Regions from separate parts of the Mus musculus genome. Here all the other regions are linked to region 5. Evidence: chromatin contacts called from public HiCAR-type and promoter capture Hi-C data. All regions are on one chromosome and are shown on one strand. Each heading gives the region's core, a stretch centred on a gene start, on an enhancer-like site or on the middle of the called end of the contact. The rest is flanking DNA. Distances are from core to core; before and after follow the strand shown. Region 1 holds the start of Rnf135 (ring finger protein 135). Region 2 holds the start of Ankrd13b (ankyrin repeat domain 13b). Region 3 holds the start of Evi2a (ecotropic viral integration site 2a). Region 4 holds the start of Utp6 (UTP6 small subunit processome component). Region 5 holds the start of Sarm1 (sterile alpha and HEAT/Armadillo motif containing 1).

The links. Promoter capture Hi-C pulls out the DNA fragments that hold promoters and counts their contacts. HiCAR-type assays count read pairs that join an accessible place to other places.
Region 1: a promoter capture Hi-C map of liver shows a contact between it and region 5, with 2.6 times the contacts expected there. The contact joins the promoter of Rnf135 here to the promoter of Sarm1 in region 5. A contact is called at or near these places in 2 of 39 promoter capture datasets (liver and pre-B cells) and 1 of 9 other capture datasets (liver).
Region 2: a contact with region 5 is called in a promoter capture Hi-C map of cranial neural crest. The contact joins the promoter of Ankrd13b here to the promoter of Sarm1 in region 5. A contact is called at or near these places in 2 of 39 promoter capture datasets (cranial neural crest and liver).
Region 3: a contact with region 5 is called in a HiCAR-type map of astrocytes, with 4 times the contacts expected there. The contact joins the promoter of Evi2a here to the promoter of Sarm1 in region 5. A contact is called at or near these places in 4 of 39 promoter capture datasets (hippocampal neurons, liver and pre-B cells) and 2 of 115 datasets of contacts at active chromatin or transcription factors (astrocytes and pro-B cells).
Region 4: a promoter capture Hi-C map of pre-B cells shows a contact between it and region 5. The contact joins the promoter of Utp6 here to the promoter of Sarm1 in region 5. A contact is called at or near these places in 5 of 39 promoter capture datasets (the C10 cell line, hippocampal neurons, liver and 2 more).

Annotation. Positions count from the first base shown.
Region 1 is chr11:80,182,472-80,185,171 of GRCm38.p6, reverse strand. Rnf135 (ring finger protein 135) reads right to left here and starts at 1,303. Exons shown (of 5, transcript NM_028019.4): 1 at 917-1,303. The coding sequence starts at 1,255.
Region 2 is chr11:77,488,632-77,491,331 of GRCm38.p6, reverse strand. Ankrd13b (ankyrin repeat domain 13b) reads left to right here and starts at 1,290. Exons shown (of 15, transcript NM_001373882.1): 1 at 1,290-1,893. The coding sequence starts at 1,780.
Region 3 is chr11:79,529,313-79,532,012 of GRCm38.p6, reverse strand. It overlaps Evi2a (ecotropic viral integration site 2a), which reads left to right and starts at 1,404. Exons shown (of 2, transcript NM_010161.3): 1 at 1,404-1,644. All of the region lies in intron 36 of Nf1 (neurofibromin 1), which reads right to left. It overlaps Evi2 (ecotropic viral integration site 2), which reads left to right and starts at 1,404. Exons shown (of 4, transcript NM_146023.4): 1 at 1,404-1,644.
Region 4 is chr11:79,960,975-79,963,674 of GRCm38.p6, reverse strand. Utp6 (UTP6 small subunit processome component) reads left to right here and starts at 1,288. Exons shown (of 19, transcript NM_144826.3): 1 at 1,288-1,457. The coding sequence starts at 1,366.
Region 5 is chr11:78,496,368-78,499,067 of GRCm38.p6, reverse strand. Sarm1 (sterile alpha and HEAT/Armadillo motif containing 1) reads left to right here and starts at 1,314. Exons shown (of 9, transcript NM_172795.3): 1 at 1,314-2,079. The coding sequence starts at 1,610.

The sequences.
Region 1 (2,700 bases), core at 54-2,553, 1.7 Mb before region 5:
CTAATGTTTGATAAAATTCCTCTAGTTTCCCATGGATGCCTTGTGCCCCTTTGTCTGGGGTCACCATTTTTATAAGTGGCTGGCCCCTGCATGCAGGGTTCTTGCTTTCTTCAAACAAAAAACACTCTTGCCTTTGAATGGGAGTGGTGGTCTCAGTGCGTCGCTTTCTGACCTAATATAACAGGTAAACTCAGACATAAAGCTTATGAGAGATGAGATACAGAGAGGCTGGAGGGACAGGAATCAGGTGTTATTGCTTAGTGAGTGGGTACAGAGGTCTTTTTTAAGTTGATGAAATTACCTTGGCAACAGCGGTGACAGAAGCACAGTATTGGAAATAAGAGAGATGCCATCGAACTGTACACTAAAAAATTGTTCAGATGGCCAGTCGTGGCACCTGTGTTTGATCCCAGCTCTTGAAAAGCAGAAGCAGGCAAAGTTTTGAGTTCAAGTGGCCCACACCTGTAATCCCAGACTTGGAAAGCCGAGGGAGTCACCCCAGGTTCAATGCCATCCTAGTCTAGTCTAGTTAGACCCTGTCTCAATAAATATACAAATAGGCCAATTGAGTTAAGGGGGAAAATGGCAATTTTTGTGGCACATACATTCTACCACACTAAGAATCTCCAGACATCACAGAAGGCTGGGAAAAACTAAAACTATACAAGTGTGCACCACACCTCGGGTGGATGGGACTTGGATTTTTAACTGTTTGTGATGGGATCTTACTATGTAACTCTGGCCCTGTGGGGCAAGCCACTCCAAAACGGGGAATTGCAGGCATGGGGCCACCACATTGGGCTTTTGTATTTCTTTATACAGCTATAAACTTTTTAAGGTTCTCCAGAAAACAGATTAGACTGAGCAAATTTTGTGGCAGAAAAAGAGATCTGGAAGTCCGGTGCAGGCTTCCTACCTGGGGCGCAGAACGCGGCGCGGGGGCGGGTTCAGGCTCCGAGCCAGCCTCGACCTCCCGCGCCGCTTGGAGGTACTTGTCCACCAGGTCTTGCAGCAGCGGGTTCTTGTGCAGCTTGGGCTTTGTCAAGGGACCCTTCCGACATATGGGGCAAGCCCAAGGGCAGCCATCCACGGCCCCACGCTTCGAGACCCACAGGTCATGGAGGCACCGGAGACAGAAGCTGTGGCCACAGGGCAGCGTGGTGGGCTGGTCTAGTAGCCCTTGGCAGATAATGCAGCTCAGGTCGTCCTCGCTCAGCCACACGGGGACTGCATTGCCAGAACAAACGGCCGCCATAATTAGGCGACAGCCAGGAAGCACCCTTAGGTTCCGCCTTGTCCTACTAACTTCCCCGGCAACACTTCGCCTTGTCCATCAGCTCGCCCCGCCCCTCCCATCAGCTCGACCCGCCCAGCTGCTAATTCTCCCCAGCCTCTAAAAGCGCCGGACATTGCTGGCTACCTGCCTGGATTTTGGCCTGGAAAAATCATCTCTCTCTAGTAGTTGGGTCCTGCTCGCCTAGCCACAAACACGCAACCCCAACAACTTAAGCTATGAAGAAGGTCCGCTTCAGGAACTCATTTTAGAATCATAAGAGTATCAAAATTACAGTTATGAAGTAGCAACAAAAATGGGATCTAATGCCCTCTTCTGGTGTGTCCGAAGACAGCTACAGTGTACTCATATGCATTAAATGACATTAAAAGACAGCCTCAGGGGCTGGTGAGATGGTTCAGTGGGTAAGAGCACCCAACTGCTCTTCCGAAGGTCTGAAGTTCAAATCCCAGCAACCACATGGTGGCTCACAACCACCCGTAATGAGATCTGATGCCCTCTTCAGGTGTGTCTGAAGACAGCTACAGTGTACTTACATATAATTAATTAAAAAAAAAAAAAAAAAAAAAAAAGACAGCCTCAGTCTTTATTTGCTCTTCTTAAAAATAAGTAAATCTGGGGGGAGGGTATAGGAGACTTTCGGGATAGCATTTGAAATGTAAATGAAGAAAATACCTAACAAAAAATTGGAAGCCAGGCGTGGTGGAGCACGCCTTTAAGGCAGGCGGATTTCTGAGTTCGAGGCCAGCCTGGTCTACAAAGTGAGTTCCAGGACAGCCAGGGCTATACAGAGAAACCCTGTCTCGAAAAACAAAACAAAACAAAACCAAAAAAAAAAAAAAATGGAAAAAGAAAAAAAAATAAGTAAATCAGGGCTGGAGAGATGGCTCAGCAGTTAAGAGCACTGATTGCTCTTCCAAAGTCCCGAGTTCAATGCCCAGCAACCACAGGGTGGCTCACAACCATCCATAATGGGATCTGATGCCTTCTTCTGGTGTGTCTGAAGATAGCTGCAGTTTACTTACATATAATAAATAAATAAATCTTTAAAAAAAAAATAACCAACTACTCTTCCAGAGGTCCTGAATTCAGTACTCAGCAACCACATGGTGGCTCACAACCATCTGTAATGGGATCTGGTATGTCTGAAGACAGCTACAGTGTACTCATATACATAAAATAAATGAACAAATCTTTAAAAAATAATTTTCTTGCTACTTCACAACTGTAATTTTGCAACTGTTATGAATAGTCATGTGAATATAGGAGTTTGCCAAAGGTGTTATGACCCACTCATTGAGAATCACTGCTCTAGCAGGTACCTCAGCAGTCAGGTCCAAAGAACTTTAGAAGCTAGAGAGGATCCACCTCCCCAGGGAGCTGCACTCTGGAGAGACACATCCAGA
Region 2 (2,700 bases), core at 41-2,540, 1.0 Mb after region 5:
CCTCCTCAACTCGGGCTGCAATCACGACACTCTGCTGACCCCTGGCGGTGGAGGTGGGCTGCGGCTCTGGGCTGCAGAGACGCCTACCGGCTCCTCCCAGGCTGCAGAAAGGGGCGAGGCAGTCTACTCAGTCCTCCCGGGCCTGGCACCACTGGGTGTGCAGGAAGCAGGAGAGAAGAACACACAAAGAAACCCAAGAAGGGCGCAAGGAGTTTGCAAGCTTTTGCTGTCGCTTCCCACACAAACACTCTCTAGATTGTTGTTCTAAATCGGGTTGGCCAGGAATTCCTTATTTCTGCCTTGAGGTGGGCTCGAGGAAGGCAACATGTTCGCTCCTACCACCTGTCTCAGGCTGGTTGAAGGAGAGAGGGGCCGTTTTCAGGCAGTTCATACCCTTAGCTCATCCCATGAGGTAGTATCTGATCCCAGTTTAGAGGTGAGTGGGCCGAGAAACTCTGAAGGATAAGCAATTTGTTTAAGATCAAGCAATTGTTACGGTATTTAAATACAACTCTCTTGACATTTTCTCTCCCAAGGCATCTTGGTCCTTTTACCATTTGCAGGTGGCCGCCACAGAGGCCAATTTGACTTTGACCACACTCTCTGCAAGGGCTCCTTGTGGAAGCGCTTGTCTCTCTGCTCTTTCAGGAAGCAGGCAATCTGGACTCAGTCATTTTCCTTAGGCAGGGACCCACATGGGATGGAGGTGGGGAAATGCCACCTGCTGCTGTCTTTGCTCAACCTCATCCTGGTTCTTGCTGAGCCATGTAGGGGAAAGACTGTCTTCTTCGCCTCATTAGACATTCTCTTTTCCAACGTGATGTGTGGAAGCTGGGGTTTAATTTTCTGAGAGAGCAAAGATTTGAGAAATATTTCGATTCTCAGACCCCTGGCTGCTTCAGTGACCCTTGGTACTGATGCCCTGCATCTCTCTTAGGGTCACTCTTTAGTCACTATGAATCTAGATGCCTCTTTACCCTCCCTGGGACCCAAGCTCACTTCTGCAGGCCATAGACCCCCGACCCAACGCTTCAGGTCAGCCCTAAAAGCCTCCCCCATTTCCTTGCAAAAGGCAAAATGCCAAAGGGTGGAGGCGCCCCCAACCCACTTGGCATCCAAGTAAGGCCTCCGCTTCGGCCGGGTTTGACTCTCTGTCCACCCTTCCAGGAAATCAGTTCCAGACCATCTCTGGTCATCCGAAACGCACGGTTCTACCAGGCGGACTACAAGCCCCATGATGCTGCGGGGCCAAGCTGTAACTAACCCAGCACGGCGCACCCGGGTCCCCTCCTCTCTTCCCCGCATTCGCTTGTCCCTCACCGTCCGCTCGGGCTGAGGGCCGGGCTATGCGGCTTAGGGGAGCCGGAGGGTGCGGGCGCGCGTCCCTGCGGCGGCGGCGGCGGCGGCGACCCCGGGGCCGGCGCCCCGAGCGCCCCCGCTCCAGCTGCGGGTCCCTGCTCCCTCCGCCGAGAGGCGTCTTTGTGTGCGGGGGTGTGGGAGGGGAGGCGCGAGGCCGCGTGCCGCCGAGTGCCCGCTCCCTCCCAGGGCGGGTGGGGGCTGCTCCGCGCCTCCCGCCGCCGCCTCCCGAGGACGCCCGCCGCCCGCACCACGCCGGGCGCGCCGCCCCCGCCCGCCGCCGCCGCCGCCGCTCGCACATGCCCGAGCCGCAGCCCCGCGAGCAGACAGCTCCGGCCGTCCGCCCCGCGGCCCCGGGCCCGGGCTCCCGCGCCGTCCCTCCCCGCGGGCCGGGCGCCGCGGCCCCGGCATGAGGAGCGGGCGATGATCCCCGCCAACGCCTCCGCCAGGAAGGGGCCCGAGGGCAAGTACCCGCTGCACTACCTCGTGTGGCACAACCGCCACCGGGAGCTGGAGAAGGAGGTCCGCGCCGGCCAGGTAGGAGCGCCGTCGGGGACCATGGCCCCGCACGCCCGCGCGGCGTGGGGAGGGGGCGCGGCGCCGCCTGTCCCGCCTCCCCGGCTAGTTTGCAGCGCTTCTTTGTTTGCAGCTGCGGCTTTTGTGCTCGTTGACCTGAAGTGGGTGATGGCAGCAGCCCCCGCCTGCTTCTCTGGTTCCAGGACCGGTGGCCCACACGTGTTCCGGGCTCTCCGAGACTGGTGTGGAAGGACCCTGTGTTCTTCTCCGTTGGGGCTTGAAGGGATTCTAGGGAGGGGTTGTCGGTTCTGTCTGGGCTCCATGTGGTGGGAGAGTCCACCCCACTCGATCTAGACGCGACATGACATCCCGCGTGAATGTGCAGGGACGGGAAAGGCCTGCGTGGGGAGGGGGCCCACATAAGATCGGGGAACAAGCTGTGTTGCACCCTCGGGCATTCCAGCCCCACCCAGTGCCCTCTCACTTCCTGGTGAACCAGGTCTCTGTTTGTTTAGAGTGGACAGAGCCTATGGGTGCTTCAGATGCCAGCCCTGGCTTCGGAGCCAGGAGTGAGAAAGACCCTATTGGGATGCTCCGGAGGGCCTTGTCCAGGTGCTGAAAGGCGCTCTCCTGCCTCTTGGTGCTAGGGCCTACCTTCTCACCGTGGAGGAAGCCAGGGGGCCATAGGAAGGACTTGAGGTCCTGCACAGAACAGGGGTTCCCTGCTTTCTGCCAATCAGAGAAACCTGTGGGTCAGACAGCTTTGGGTTGGGCAGCGACTTCAAAGAAGCCGGGGAGCTAGAAGTGGCAGTGCATGCCTGTAGTCTC
Region 3 (2,700 bases), core at 155-2,654, 1.0 Mb before region 5:
AGCACAGGCCTACTAATAAAAATGTATGTAGAGAGCATGACACTTTGCTGCTTTAAAACAATATTCTCAATTTTGCAAATATTTTGGAATCACTTTTGAAAATATAGGCAACTTTTTTGACTTTTAGTAAGAATCAAGGAGGCTGTGGCATTGGTCAGTTGACCGAGTACTTGCCTAGTGGATGTATGAAAGCTTAGGTGCAATTCCTAGCGCTCAGATGGATGTGGTGATAAAAGCCTGTGATCCCAGCACATGGGAGCAAGGCAAGATGACCATAAAGGCAAGGTCGTCCTCAGCTCCATATTGAGTTCTAGGCCAGTTTCAACTCCACAAGAAGCTGTTTCAGGCTGCTCTTTATTGAAGGAAAATGGAGGAGCAGTGGATCTGGGAAAGAGGAGGTACGGGGCAGACTGAGGAGAGGAGGGAGGGGAAGCTGTGGTTGGGATGGACTGTGAGAGGAGATTTAAAAAAAAAAGGAAAACCAGCAAAACCCAAAAATATTCAAAGCTACCATGGGCAACTTAATAAACTTGACTCAAAATAAAAAGGAGGGGAGGTGTGAAAGACTTGGCTCAGCAGGTGCTGGTCATGCAAACCTGGTGACATCAAAACCTACATAAAGGTAGGCGTAGATAACTGCGATCAGTCCCAGTGACACCATAAAAATAAATAAAAATTTAAATTATATAAATTAAAAGTGGTCATCTTTTTAAGGAGATGAGAAAGTGTCTAATGATCCCTGGAGATTAGTGTGGTGCTCATTCAGAAAAAGGGAGGAGATGATCAAAGACAGCGTTAGAGATGCGTGACATGTGTGGGGCTAGTGAGGAAACAAGCACCTCAGAAAACCTGAAGGGAGGATCGTAGTGAGACAGGATCAGAGGGGATCTGCTGTGACCCAGGCTTCGGTACGATCAGCAGAACCAAGGAGATCATCAGAGGAGTCTATCTGATTTCACACAAAACCGTGTAATCCATCCCGGACGAACAGACGTGTCTAATCTGAGGCAATGACACAACTGCACACACCACACCCTACAAGCATTCTCTGGCCCAAATTCTGCTCAGATCACTGCTGCAGTTCGCAGCTTGAAACGGCAGTGATGTGTGTGATCTTCCTAGCTGACAAACACCTCCACGGACTCGGTGATCCTCCTAGCTGACAAACACCTCCAAGGACCCCACATTTATGTTTTCAAATCAGTCTGTGATATAAAATTAGAAAAGTGATTTTAATGCCACACTAAAGATGCCATCATGTAATTTCCATTGAATAATACTAATTTCAAAAGCAGATAGTAGGCATAAACAATAAGCCATAGGTGGGAGAGAAAAGGGGGAAGGGGAAGGAAAGAGGAAAGCCCTCCCCATTCAGGGGGTGGAGACTGGCGCTACAAAGCCTCTTGTCATCCCATTGCCAGCTGGACAAGTCAGTCTTTGCTTTCCCCGTGACATGTAGTTGAGTTGCAGCGGAAAGGAAATGTGTCATCTGTGGTTTGGTTTTAAGAGTGGAAAGCTAGCTGTACATATCCTCTTTAAAAAACCCTGCAGATTTAAGTTTCACAGTCTCCAAAGTATTCTACTTAAAATAAGAAGAGCAGAACTGAGGTGGCTTACGAAGTGACGGCTGGGCGAGCTCTGAAGGTAGGTAGCACATGCGGCTCTCTTACTCCTCCCACTTATAACTGTTCAGGTTAGTAGAGAGGAAGGGCTTTTTCAAAGGTATATACATATATCTAACAATGTAGAATCGCTATGTGTTTTCTATTCCACTATGAAAAATTAAGTAAACAGCATAATCAATTAGATCTAGGAAAAATTTATAATTATTAATATGGAATTTAAATCAGGATGAGGAAGGTCTTGAGTTTGTACTCAAATGAGTTGAAAAGCTTTGAGTTGTTGTTGTTGTTTTGTTTTTAAATTAAGGAAATACATTCTCATTACTGCAGCTGAGGAATGACCTATCTGACTAAAAATAATGAGACAAAACCAAAACCAGAAAATCAAAACTTTGCTAAGCCAACTTGGCCTCTGGGGCATAAAATAGAGATGTAGGAACAGTTTCTGTTCTCAGGCAATTGTGAGCAAAGAGAGAGTCTGATGGTGCCAACAGCTTGTTTACTAGGGCATGACAGCACATCTGGCTGAAGACAACCAACAGCAGATCTATTATGTTGTCCTGTGGTACACGGCTAGCGTGTACAACACTGTGATGTATACAGCACTGTGAATGAACTAATGTGATTAAAATCACCTACATTAAGTCATTTAACACTGACTGCATAAGTCTACTCTGGTAGGAAAGGACGGACACTTCTTACTAAATCAATTTAAAGTGCTTTTTTTTTTGGTATGTGACTGACGTATAAAGTATCGTGAGAATCCTACCATCCAACTTGAAGATGAAGCGGAATACTATCGCACAAAAGCCAGTGCAGTTGATCTTTAAGCATCTACCAACAGTCATAATCTCAATAGTGATCGGACCCCAGAGCACTGGGGGCTCCCCTCTCCACTCTGCGTATAAGATATGAATCAAACTGTAGTTTCTAACTAGCATCATTTACTATATGCTATTTTTGTCTGTGCAACTTAGCATATCTCAACTGTTAATCTCAACTTCTGTGCTTTATTAGCATTTCGATATTGTCGAATGCCAGAGATTATACCATAGTAAACCTCCCTGGCTCAAGTGTG
Region 4 (2,700 bases), core at 39-2,538, 1.5 Mb before region 5:
TTATTATTACAAGCTTCCTGCCCACACTGGACTTGCTGTTCACAGTCATCCCCATTCTGACTAATAACAACAAGTCCTGCGTTACTATTACAAGGAAACTGCATCTTTAATTTACATACATGATTTCCTTCCATGTCTCAGATCTTAGATCTGAAAGGGCTGGGAAGTGATGAAGCTCACATTGACCTTTGTGTCAGTTCTGAGGCCAGTGGGACAAGATGTGAAACAGAAAGGGAAGGAAAGCAAGGAGCTGGGTGGCTCTGGGTGACTATGAAGTCTAGTTCCCTCTCATAAATCACGTAGAAGACCGGGGTAACGACGTGAGTGTTCTAATAACAGGTCTAGCAAGAAGCCCTGCTTTGGCTTTTTATCATCTTCCAGAACTTAACAGAGAAGGGAACCACAGATTTTTTTTTTAAGGTGGTAGTAATTATACAGCAATGTTGCTTCCAAGGTGGATCTCTTAGAAACACTAATTTGCTTGGACAATGTTGTAAGGAAGATCTGTGTAAATATTGATCTATTTCACCAACTTTCAAACTTTTCATTGTTTTCTAAAACAAATGACAGTTTCTGCTATTTATCCAGTGCCTAAAATTTTGAAGTATTTTGTCTACATAGGTCAAGATATTTATTTTTAATTTAAAAACCGTGTGTGTATTCACGTGGGCGGGCACACGCGCCATAGAACGCGTGTTGAGATCAGAGGATAATTTGCAGGAGTCAGTGCTCTCCTTCTACCGAATTTAGGTTGCCAGGCTAGGTAGCACGATGGCCCTAATTATTTAAATAATACATTTTTTCTCACCATTTTAAAAAGAACCAACCATTCAGAGGCTTTCATTGGGACGTGAAAATGCACGGTTACCATACTGGTTTCGTGAAGCCAGCCGACTAAGACCAGGGCAGCTGGTCCGCAGCCTTAGAGCCTCATCGAATTTGCATAATTAACAATATCGTCTTCAGTTACATTTTTTAGTTTTCAGTGTTCTCGGTGACGAGAAGCGAGAACCTGCGACAGGAGCATGATAAAAACAAATGACTTCCAGGTAGCGTACTTAAAGCTCCTATCAGGTATTCCGGGAGGAGCTTTTTCCGGTCTCCGAGGCGCGAGGATTTAGCCCCGCCCCCAGCCCCGCCCCCGCAAAAGATGCATTCCCAGACCGGAAAAGGTTCTTGCTGCAATCCTATAGTCAACCACAGGGAGGCGACAGCGGCTTCGCTAGAAAAGAGGGGCTCCCCAATGGCGGAAGCGGAAAAGGCGGGACTTACGAAGCACGTTCAGTCAATCACTAAGAGTGAGGCTGAAAGGTGGCTGTTCTCTACGCTTATCGGCCGCCCGGCTGCTTGTGAAGTTCCAGCCTCATGGCGGAGATAATTCAGGAACGTATAGAAGATCGAATCCCGGAGTTGGAACAGCTGGAGCGCATCGGACTCTTCAGTCACGCGGAGATTAAGTGAGAGAGGATCAGGGAAGAGGAAGGAGCGGGGAGGCCGGAGGGGAGCTTGAGGCCAGTGTGTGGCGGGGACCGGCGTGCTGACTTTTCTGAGTTTGTTTGTAGCTACCATGCTAGCAGAGGGAAAAGTCCGTGGCTGGAATTTGACCACGGTCAGAATTCAACTTTAACGTATTGCAATGCGATCCATAATCAGTCCGTTTACCCTTCCTACTGACCGTCATCCAATGGTCAGGGTCTTGCGGCCGTAAAGGTGATCCAGCCAGGATCCTAGCCCGTCAAGGATACTGGGCAGTGTGAATGGCGGGAGAATTCCGATTAGAAAATGGTTATAGTTTAAAAGTTTGGGGTATACAGCTTTAGATAGTCGAGTACAGCGCCACGGAAGCCCAGGGGGAGTGGGTAGGTCTCCCTAACTAAACTTATAGACTGAAGACCATTCAATTCATTTCCTATGCTTCTTTAGCGCTCTGCCACAGGGCACGGAATATAGTTGGCATTTGGTAATTTGGTAAAATCAGTTACTTTTAGTGATTTTCTGTAACAGTTTACTTTTCTATGACTCTAGATAAAAGTGCAGTAGTAGTGTGAGTGTAGGATCCGCAAAGAAAAACGTTAGGAAACACCGCGAGGACGCTTAGAAAGTGCTAAATGTTGCCCGGAGTCAGGGCACCGGCCTTCAATCCCAGGACTTGGGAGGCAGAGGTGGGCGGATCCCTGTGAGTGCTACCTGTCTGGAAAAACAAGGGGGGCGCGGTGCTAAATGTGTTACCATTCTTAAATATTGTCTTGAGTATTCTGTTTTTCTTAGAACACATGTATGCTCACTCCTTTGTCGTAATATTTAGTTAGAGACAATTTAGGTTTTAAGAATTTACATGCTGAAAATAGACCCAAGATTTTAGGATAGAGATTTGGTTAACAAAAACCTAAGCATTGAAGCTAAGAGCATTGCAGAGTGCTTGCTTAGCATGCCAACGCCTTGAGTTTGATTCTAGAGAATGTATACATACACACACACACACACACACACACACCCCAAGACAAGCCCCTAAGTAGCCTAAATTTGGAGGAGAAATCTTTGTTAGTATGTATAAATAATAAAAAGCATTAGGCATTATTTACTTTGCTGGTGGGAACAGTAATGATCTTGGCAACTGAGGTGATTTTCCTGAAAGTTTAAAACTGTATGTGGATGTTCTTAACAGCATAGAGTAAGTGTGTAACAGCATAGAGTAAGTGT
Region 5 (2,700 bases), core at 65-2,564:
CTTAGCTGGGGAGGTGGAAAGAAAGCATGTGTTGTCACCCTCTGAGCCAGTCCCGTTAATCTCCCTGAGCCTTACTTTTTATAAAGTGGGACCATGGTGCCTTGCCTCATCAGGTGTTGAGAGATTCCGTGAGCTAGAACAGACAAAACGTTTCGTGCCTGGAGTAGCTTCCAACTCATTCCCATAAGCCGTTATCGATTTACTGTTTGATCAGGCTAGGTGCTTGTCCCATCCTACCCCCCGCTTCGAATCTGGATTTTTGGGGCAAGAAGGGGGGTTGGGGGAGAGCTGGCAAGCACTTTGGGGGAGGTTTTCTTTTCTTCTCATAAAAGAACAAAGCTTCATTTCTGGCCTCTCCTTGTTCTCTCTAAGCTGGGTGTTACAGCATAGGAAGTAGTGGGTCAGAGTCTATTCTTCTTTCTTTATTTTTTTTAGATTTATTTATTTTATGTTTTGTGTATAAGTGTCTGCTCACATGTGCATCTGTGCACCACATGCATGTCTTGTGTCTATGGAGGTCAGAAGAGGGCTTTGAATACCCTGGAACTGGAGTTTTGAACAGTTATGAGCTGCCGTGTGGATGCTGAGAATCAAACCCAGGTCCTCTGTAAGAACAAGTACTCTTAAAGGCTGAGCCATCTTTCCAGTCCCAGAGCCCATTCCTGAGGCTTTCACTAATCCATTGATCCTCGGGGGACCACCCTGGCCACACCTTCAATGACCTCATTTATTTTAAAAAAAAAATGGACTCATTGGGCATACTTTCTAGACTCACATACTAAGTGGGATTTCTCTATAAAGAAAGTGCTCACTGGGGTAGAGTGCCAGGTTTTGGGCCAAATTCCAAGCACTGGCACACTTCTGAAGCCCCTCCGTTTTCTGTTCTGTAATCACAGGCGAGCGTGCCTTTGGTGTCTCTTCTCTATGGACCGCAGTAGTCTCAGCGGCAAAATGAAACACTAAATTTTACTCCCTACAGACGCGTGAAGCCTAAGTGGAAACCGGCATTAAAGGGCTTTAAGAATCTCAACTGCGATTCTTTAACCATCCGGAGGGGACGTGGATACATGTAGCCAGCTTGCTTCCACATTTTGGGGAGCCGAGCGAGCGGTAGGAAATGGAAGACAGCTCTTTACAGCCCTTTCTACAGCATCTTGCACACCACCAAGGGGAGACTGGGGAGAGGAGGCGGAGCCAGGTGTGGGCGTGGCTGGAGACCTGGGGTAGGGCTTGCGCCTGCGTCGGGGGCGGAGCCCGTGAAACCTAGAGGCGGGGCGTCAAATCCTTGACTCTGCTGCTCAGAGGCGTGGTTGCTGTTGAGCATCTTAGCTCCGCTGTGCTTAGATTGGAGCAGCGCTTTGTTCCGGGCACCGGCGTCTCTACCCTCCCGCGTCTGGTCCATGCTTCTCTCTCCCTTCATGCCCTTCCTAAGTCGCTGAGTCCCGGAGCTGCCCTCCTCCTTCTGCTTCTACACTTGTAGCCCAGCACCTTTACCGGATCCTGTTTGCTTTTTTTTTTTTTTTTTTTTTTCTTTCTCCTCCCAAGGCCGGGGTCTCTCTGCCAGGCCCCGCCCCTCTAGGCCTGGCATGTCCCCTGCTGCCCAGCGCCCATGGTCCTGACGCTGCTCTTCTCCGCCTACAAACTGTGCCGCTTCTTCACCATGTCAGGCCCACGGCCGGGCGCCGATCGGCTGACAGTGCCCGGACCGGATCGGAGTGGTGGCGCCAGCCCATGGTGGGCTGCGGGCGGTCGCGGGTCTCGCGAAGTGTCGCCCGGAGTGGGCACTGAGGTGCAAGGCGCCCTGGAGCGTTCGCTGCCTGAGCTGCAGCAGGCGCTGTCCGAGCTGAAACAGGCAAGCGCGGCGCGGGCTGTGGGCGCGGGTCTCGCCGAGGTCTTCCAGCTGGTAGAGGAAGCCTGGCTGCTGCCGGCCGTGGGCCGCGAGGTGGCCCAAGGTCTATGCGATGCTATACGTCTGGACGGTGGCCTCGACTTGCTGTTGCGGCTGCTTCAGGCACCGGAGCTAGAGACCCGTGTGCAGGCCGCGCGCTTGCTGGAGCAGATCCTGGTGGCTGAGAACCGGTGAGGGAGAGTGGGGTGAGGTGTGGGGTTGCCAGGGCAGTGAAGGTGGTTGGAGACGGTATCCCATTGCTGATTTTGCCCTAAGCCCATAATTCTCCCGTGCATCTGGGTGTCTTTCTGTGTTACCTTCTCACCAGGGCAGCCATGACCTTATTCTGCAGCGTCTGATCAGGAACAGAAAGTTTTTTGGTTTTTGTTTTGTTTTGTTTTGTTTTTGTTTTTGCTAGGACGAAATAGTAGGGGCAGAGAAAACTGAGGTATCTTTCCTTCCTATGGGAAACTGCTTGACTGCTTCTCCTTTGCCTACCTCCTGAGACCTCCTTTTGAACTATTATGAAGCCTTTGAAGGGCCCACTTTCCCGGTCTTCTGGTGCCAGAGCAAAACAGGCTGTCACACTAATTTTCACCAAAATCTCAGGCTCTCAGCTCAGAATTTTTAGAAGAGTCGCTTTCAGCACGCAGCCCTCACAAGTGTCACGACGTGTTTTCTCTGGCATTTTTGATCACCTTTGATATGTGGAAATTACACAACTGTCCAAAAAATGCACAAACAGAATGATTTGGGTTGGGAGACCCAAGGTAGGTTTCTGCTTGCTTAACCCCTCTCATCTAATATCCGCT